Regions from separate parts of the Anas platyrhynchos genome. Here region 1 is linked to region 2. Evidence: chromatin contacts called from public Hi-C data. All regions are on one chromosome and are shown on one strand. The core of a region is the stretch at or near the end of the contact, and the rest is flanking DNA. Distances in the headings are between cores, read along the strand shown. Region 1 has its middle 18 kb from the start of ZMAT4. Region 2 holds the start of ANK1 (ankyrin 1).

What was found. Hi-C and Micro-C count contacts between places; a contact is called where the count stands out from the background.
Region 1: a contact with region 2 is called in a Hi-C map of subcutaneous adipose tissue, with 1.6 times the contacts expected there. The contact joins the enhancer-like site here to the promoter of ANK1 in region 2. A contact is called at or near these places in 3 of 8 Hi-C or Micro-C datasets (liver, skeletal muscle and subcutaneous adipose tissue).

Annotation. Positions count from the first base shown.
Region 1 is chr23:349,647-352,711 of IASCAAS_PekinDuck_T2T, forward strand. No RefSeq gene overlaps it. Among named protein-coding and RNA genes, the nearest start is that of ZMAT4, 18 kb to the right of the region's middle. Within about 2 kb of position 1,790, at least 1 of the 8 cell types and tissues checked has an H3K27ac peak or open chromatin away from gene starts, as enhancers often do.
Region 2 is chr23:209,615-213,095 of IASCAAS_PekinDuck_T2T, forward strand. It overlaps ANK1 (ankyrin 1), which reads left to right and starts at 1,535. Exons shown (of 44, transcript XM_027443542.3): 1 at 1,535-1,657. It overlaps KAT6A (lysine acetyltransferase 6A), which reads left to right. Exons shown (of 18, transcript XM_027443577.3): 18 at 1-1,098.

The DNA of each region.
Region 1 (3,065 bases), core at 540-3,039, 140 kb after region 2:
AGCAGGCTTTAATGTTCAAAGGGACTGTGAGCTCCTTCCTGCACCACTTACATCCAAGTGCTCAGCTGGCAGGGCTTCCTTCAGGACACAGCGCAGCTACTTTGGGGCAGGTTTTCATTTTTTATTATCACTTAAAAGACAGGAGGACTGGGAGTGGAAGCAGACAATTCCTTGTGAAGCCCAGCCTTGCTGCTTAGCCCATTGCCTGTTCCTGCAGAGTCTTGCCAAGGCCATGCTCCCTCCGACAGCTCCCGTGGGATGAGGCTGCTGGGCTCTGCTCACCCCGGGGGCGCAGCATGGGCGAGATGGGGCGTGGGGTACGGGCAGCCGCGAGGCCTGAGGCGATGTGCCTGGGGAGGGCATGGGCTGGCATGCTTGCTAGTGGTCTCCCGCTGGCTTAGAGCATTAGATTATGCAGGATTGAGTTTGATTTCTTCCCCCCTCCTCGGATTTTTAGTAGCTGACAGTTGTTACCAGCGTGAGGTACTAACTTTTTATTTTGAATGCATGAGTTCAGGCTTGTTAATCACTTCCAAATGCCCTCCATCTAAAGGCTATATTGTTTCAGTATTCAGCCACTAATTTTTTGAAATCTCTGAAATAAGACACTGCTCTCAAACATGTGCCGGAGAGTTGTTCCTTTCCGCTGTATTTTAAAAATATACATGTGGTTTAATTCAACAAGAGGACTGGAGGGGACATTTTTCCACCAGTTCCCTCCTCCCCCTTTTCTTTAGAGTTGTATCTGCCAAACCACCAGGCTCTGTGCCAACAGCAGCCCCTTGGATGATCCCAAATGCATCTGGAGGTTAAAAAGTGTGCTTCCAGTGAAGCCCGAAGTTGCTGTCTTACAATACGCGACTTGATGTGCCCTGGGGGCTGTTCAGTCACCTGCTGGCTGAGGACAAATGCCACCAGTGCTGGGATGCAGATGCCAAAGAGAAAAAAGGTCTTTGGATGGGGTAGGGCTTCTAGCAGCTCAAGAGCCCTGCAGGCTGCCTGGCTGAGGCAGAATCAGCTGGACTGTGCCCAGGGCAGGGCGGGTTCTCTCAAGCCTCTGGGACCTGAGATGAGCAGTGACAGCGCAGCTGGGCAGGCGGCTGCCTTTCCTCGCAGGAAAGGGCTGATGTTGTTCTCTTTGCTCTGTTGCTGCTGTTATGCAGGGATAAAGCCAACAAAAGGAAAGTCCCTACCCAAGGGTGTCACGATGCAGCTGCTGGTTTGGGAAAGACAGCAAATGCTGCAAAACTAGGTGAGAAATGACAGTGCCTGTCTGAGAGATCTCACAGCTCGGGCAGATTCTGGAAATCACCGATCTGCCAAAATAATGGGTACTGTGTTCAGAAAGTGAAGCGCAGGGAGGGTTTCTGCCAGCCCTAAAGCTCTTAAGGAGTTTGGTTGTGTCAGGGCTCCCAATTAATTTCTGTGATTGAAGTTGCTTTTATGCTCCCTAGCTTTGGTAGGACTCTTGGACAGAACTGGGTGCTGTGTCTGATCTGCCTGAGCTGCTTTAAACTCAGTTCAAGAGCTGCTAGCTGGGCTGCCTGCCTGCTGCGTGCTGAGGGGCCCTCCCGACGTTGGCCCTTTGGGAGGATGCTCCTTTGCTAGCGGCTCTGCTCCGGGCAGAGGTGCCAGGAGGCCGGACCAGTGCTGTGCTGTGCAGCTGGTGGTGCTCCCAGAAATGCATTTAATGGCTTGAGTGGCTGCTGCCAGGGGAGCATGCCCAGGTCGGAACGGGTGCGCTGGTTTCTCCGTGAGTCACTGCTCGCTGACAGCCCCTCTGAAAGGCAGCGAGCAGAGGCGAGAGCCGCTTTCGAGCAGCGTTTGGTGCGGTTGCTCAGGGTCAGCTCCAGGAGCCAGAATAAGCGAACCCCTTCTGCCAGAGGAACGCGGAGCGAGGGGACCAAGCGGCCCTGTGCGGGCACGGGGACGGGGTCCGGGGCGCTGCGACGCCGGGTGCCGGTCCCGGTGCCGGTGCCCAGCCCGGTGCCGTTCGCGGCGCTCCGGGCCCCGCAGCGCGGCCGGCCGCTGCCCCCTGGCGGCGGCGGGGGCAGTGAGGAGGGGGCTCGGCTGCCTGGCGTCGTTCAGCAGCTTGCTGCGGGCGATCTGGGTTTGCACGGTGCCAAGCGAAGGGTTAAAAGGAAAATCTCCCCCGCAGCCGCTCCTGCGAGGTGACCTCTGCGGGACCCTCCCAGCGATGCAGCTATCTTGTCTCCGTGCTCTAGGAGACGCTGCTTATCCCGAGCCTGACAGTTTGCTGATGTCTCCAGGCGCTTCCCCAGCAGCTGGTTTTCGTTATCATCACTGTATGGCACCTCACCTGATCTTGCAAACTTGGCACGATAAGCGACTGAGAGATTGAAGGGGTATCACATCACGTCCCCGCCAGGTCGGACAGGAGTTATTGAGCTGGGTGTCAGCATGGGAGGCTATTTCTAATACAGCTCCCCTGTGCATTGCCCTGCCTTATACCAGGTCCAAATTTGTCCCAGTGAATGGGAAACATCTGCAGGAAAAGCTTTTTCCCCCTCTTGCAGCACTAGGGGTGCACAGGGTTGTGCACCTCGTTTATGAGGATTTTTGGAGCTGGTTTGGTGCAGCTCAGCTGAACTCTGAGTGCTCCCCAGGAAGGAGACTGGATTTGCACAGCTCCTTCCCTCTGCCCTGCACTGCAGCCCAGCTTCCAGGAGCCAGGTCCCAGAAAAAAAAACTCCAGTTTGGTGGAGAGGGCCCTCAAGCAAGGACTGCCAGGTGTACCAGATCCCCTCCTGCCAGGCTGGTGGGCTGTCCCCAGAACCCGGTCAGCCTTTTCTGACATACAAGAAACCATCCTGGTGACAGTCTGCTGAGGTCAGACCTGGCCGGGGACATGGGACTACAGGGCAGTGCCCAGAAGAAGCTGTCTGTGGCCTGATTCCACCATGTGTTTCCCAGGCAAGCAAATGTGAGAGGTGCATTCCAGAGCCCAGCTCCCCAGCTGAGGCTCGAGATGATCCACTGGTGATCTCTATTGTGGAGGTGTGCAAGCATGCTCACACAGACCTTTTCCATTCGGTGTGAGGTTA
Region 2 (3,481 bases), core at 285-2,784:
TAGAAATGCAGACACATTAAGACTAATTTCTTTTGTTTTAAAACCAAAAGAATCTAAAAGTTGGGTTTCTTCAGATGCACTAAAATGGACTTTTCCTCCAATAACTGCTAACCATAAAAGGCAGAATTCAAAGGACTTCCACTTCTTATTTCTGTTTAGTTTTGAGCATGTACAAGGCTGTGTAGGACCCCATTTCTCTGTATATACTATTCCAGTTCCAAATATCCCATGTAGAAAGCGCACTGTGCTGCCCTCTCCTTCCTAAATCGTAGCTGTGTCACTGCTTCCTGACTGTTGGGGGTAGTGGGGCAGGCACGGGTCTGCAGCAGGAGGAGAAGCTGTTGAAATGAGGGCCGTGAGTTTAGTTTGTTTGCTGTTATGTTTGGTTTGGTTTTGTATTTTTTTTTTGGTTTTATGTTTTATTTTTGTTTTTTTTTTTAAATCAATTGGGCAGCTCCCTTTTCCACAAGCCTTTGTGACTGTAGAACTATTGTAGAAAAAATGTTCTTTTCTATATATAAAAAGAAATTATCCAACGCAGTAATATTGGTACCTACCATTTTTCACTTCTGTTTAAAAATAAAATAAAATATGTATTTTTAGCAAGATAACTTGGGTAATCTTCTAAAAGAAATTAAAAAAAAAATCTCACTGTTAGTGACTTTGATGCCTTTTAAAATAAGAGCTTTTTCATTTCATTCCATCTTTAAAATTTTTTATCTTTGTTGTAGAATATTAAAAACTATTTTAAGAAAGATAAAAATTCTCTTTAAAGAGATCTCTAGAGTGTGTGAATAGGAGCTCCAGATGCCTCTAAAAGCCGCATGTACAAATGAAGCTGAGTCTATTCCTGTCTGTTTATATTTGCTTTTCCTGTTTTGTAACCTCTTTGTACTTTGTTCATGGTGACTTGTAAGCTAAGGGGAAGGGGGTGCCTAGATGCCTTTGTAATTCTCCATGTCATACGCTCCTGGCTGGATGGTCTCCCTTCCTCTACTTGTATGTAATATCACTTTTTTTTCCCCTTTCTAGCAAGTACTTTCAAAAGAACTCTGTACATTTTAACATAAAAAATAAATTATGTTGAGCCATTTTGGATGTCTGTTGTGCATGTGGGTTCTTTCTTCCCCGTGAGCGCTCAACTCTGCCACCAGCCCCCGGGGCTGATTTTCACCTTTGGGGCTGAAAGGGACGGGGTCCTTGGAGCCCAGGCGCGCGGCGGCCGAGCTCCCCGTGGTGGCGCTCAGCTTCCCCTGGGAAGAGCGATACAGGAAGGAGAACGTGGGAAAACCTCAGCGAGCTGCTGCAGCTCGAGCTCGCCCTCTGCGAGGAGCACCCGCAGCACCGGGCGAGCGCTGGAGGGAGGCGGAGCCGCGGCGGGCACGGCCGAGCGCGTTCCCGTCCGCTCGTGCGCGGGGGCGGCCGGGGGCGCGCGGCGGGGCGAGGCGAGGCGGGGCGCGCGCCGCGGTGTCCCGCGCGCTCGTGCAGGGAGGGGGCGCTGCCGGCCCGCCCCGCACCTCGGGGCTGAGCACGTGCGGGCCCGGGGGGCGTCGTGCGGCGCAGCCGGGAGCGGAGGGGAGAGGGGGGGAGCCGCGGGTGAGGCCGGCGGGGGCCGGCGGTCACCTGAGAGCTGCGGGGAGCGGGCCGGCACCTGCAGGTAAGCGCCCGCAGGCCCCCAGCAGGCGCACGTCCTGCAGCTGGCTGCGCCCGTGTTATTTTCCCGTAGTCAGTGTTGGAGTTAAGCCTGCAGTAACCATTCGGTGCCAGCAAGCTCTCAAGCTCTTTGTATATTGCTCATAACTCCCTTTTTTTTTTTTTTTTTTTAAGCTTTGTCACCATCCAATAGCAAAGTTGTAAGGTAGAGGGTGTCCGCCTCTTCCCCCCCCTCCCCCCCGCCCATTGTGCCCCATTTATTCTGTACTTGGGGGTTATAGTTTGGGTTCTTTTTGTATTTGCTTGTTATTTGATATCTAAATCCATATTTAACATGTTTAATTTGACCATTAAAACGTGTTTGGCTTGAATTGTTATTTACAAGCAACACTGCATCTGCTTTTATTTATTCCTGATTTTCAGAAACATCTCTCATTTTTCAGATATGGAATGGATTTTAGAAGTAAAATGCCAACTGAGAATGGTTGCATGTCCTCCAGAAGTTCAAAATGGCTTTGACTTCTGGAATCAATGCCCTGAGTGGTTAGACTAGAACATAATTCTGTTGCTTTAGATAACAGTAAAGTTCAAAACGGTGATGGTGAATCGCTGCCATGAAATGATGCCGTACGTTTCTGTTCTTGTAAAATGCTTAAATCATAAACTGAGCGGTAGAACAATACAAGGTCTTTTTCTAATGCCCTGATACCAAATTGTTGTTACACCTGTGCACATGAAATACATTTCAGTTCATTGTTTGAGATCTTTGCAATGCTTAATCACAAGCTATCAAGCTTGGGGTGAGCAGGGCCAGCACTAATAACAATTAAAATAGTACTTGTGTATTTCTGAGTTCTTAAGGTAGTTGAAACCATTTTAAGAAGAAAAATGCAAATACCAGAATGTAACAGTTTATAACAACTTTCTCTCTAGCCGTGTAGGCCAAGGAACAAAAATAAGTGCTTATGAAATCCATAAGCAAGATCATAGGAATGTGATTTTCCAGAGTTAGTGAACTGTTAAACAAGTATGGCTACTTAAGAAAAGTTTATAAAAACCGTTATTTGCTCAAATAAGCTTGACTATTAATAACACCTGTTTGTTTTTGTTGGTGGTGGTGGTTTTATTTTTATTTTTATTTTTTTAAGGGAAATTAAAAAAACAAACTCGTTTGTGTGAGTTAACTTGTCTTGATGATAGACCGTTTAGGAGTCATGAACAAGGAGATCTCTTTTTCAGTTTCTTGATGTAGAAACTATCAAATCCTGTTGTTAAAGGACTAAATATATGAGTTTTTTGTGGATTTGGTTTTGTTTTGTTTTTCTGAGAGTTGCTATGCTAGATAGGAGTGAAATCAGACTGTCCTGATGTGCAGGAACTGTTAGTACCTTACAGCATGCTGTGAGCAGCTGCTGCTGCATGCTCTGGATTGCCACAGCCAGGTAATCATGCTGTGGACATAAAACTATTCCCTTCAGCACTATCCGTCTTGCTCCAAATTTGTCAGTATGTGGACCAAAATGTCTGTTACCAACACTCAATATGCAGGGAAGAGTTCACATGCAACCAACAGCAACGTACAAACTTCTGCCAGGGAGACTAATGTTGAGGCTTTTCAGCAGGTTAATTGGAAGGCTGAGAGCTCATCAGTGAGGTAGTTTAAAAAAAAAAAAAAAAAGAAAAAAAAAAAAACACTAAAAGGAACAGAAACATCTTAATTAGGTTCCTAACTTGGGGAGAGAGATGCTTGCTGAGATCCTGTCTCTGCAGTAACACGGAAATGCTGATAGGCTGAGGTAGGCTTAGTTTACAGAAGCTGAGGTGCAGC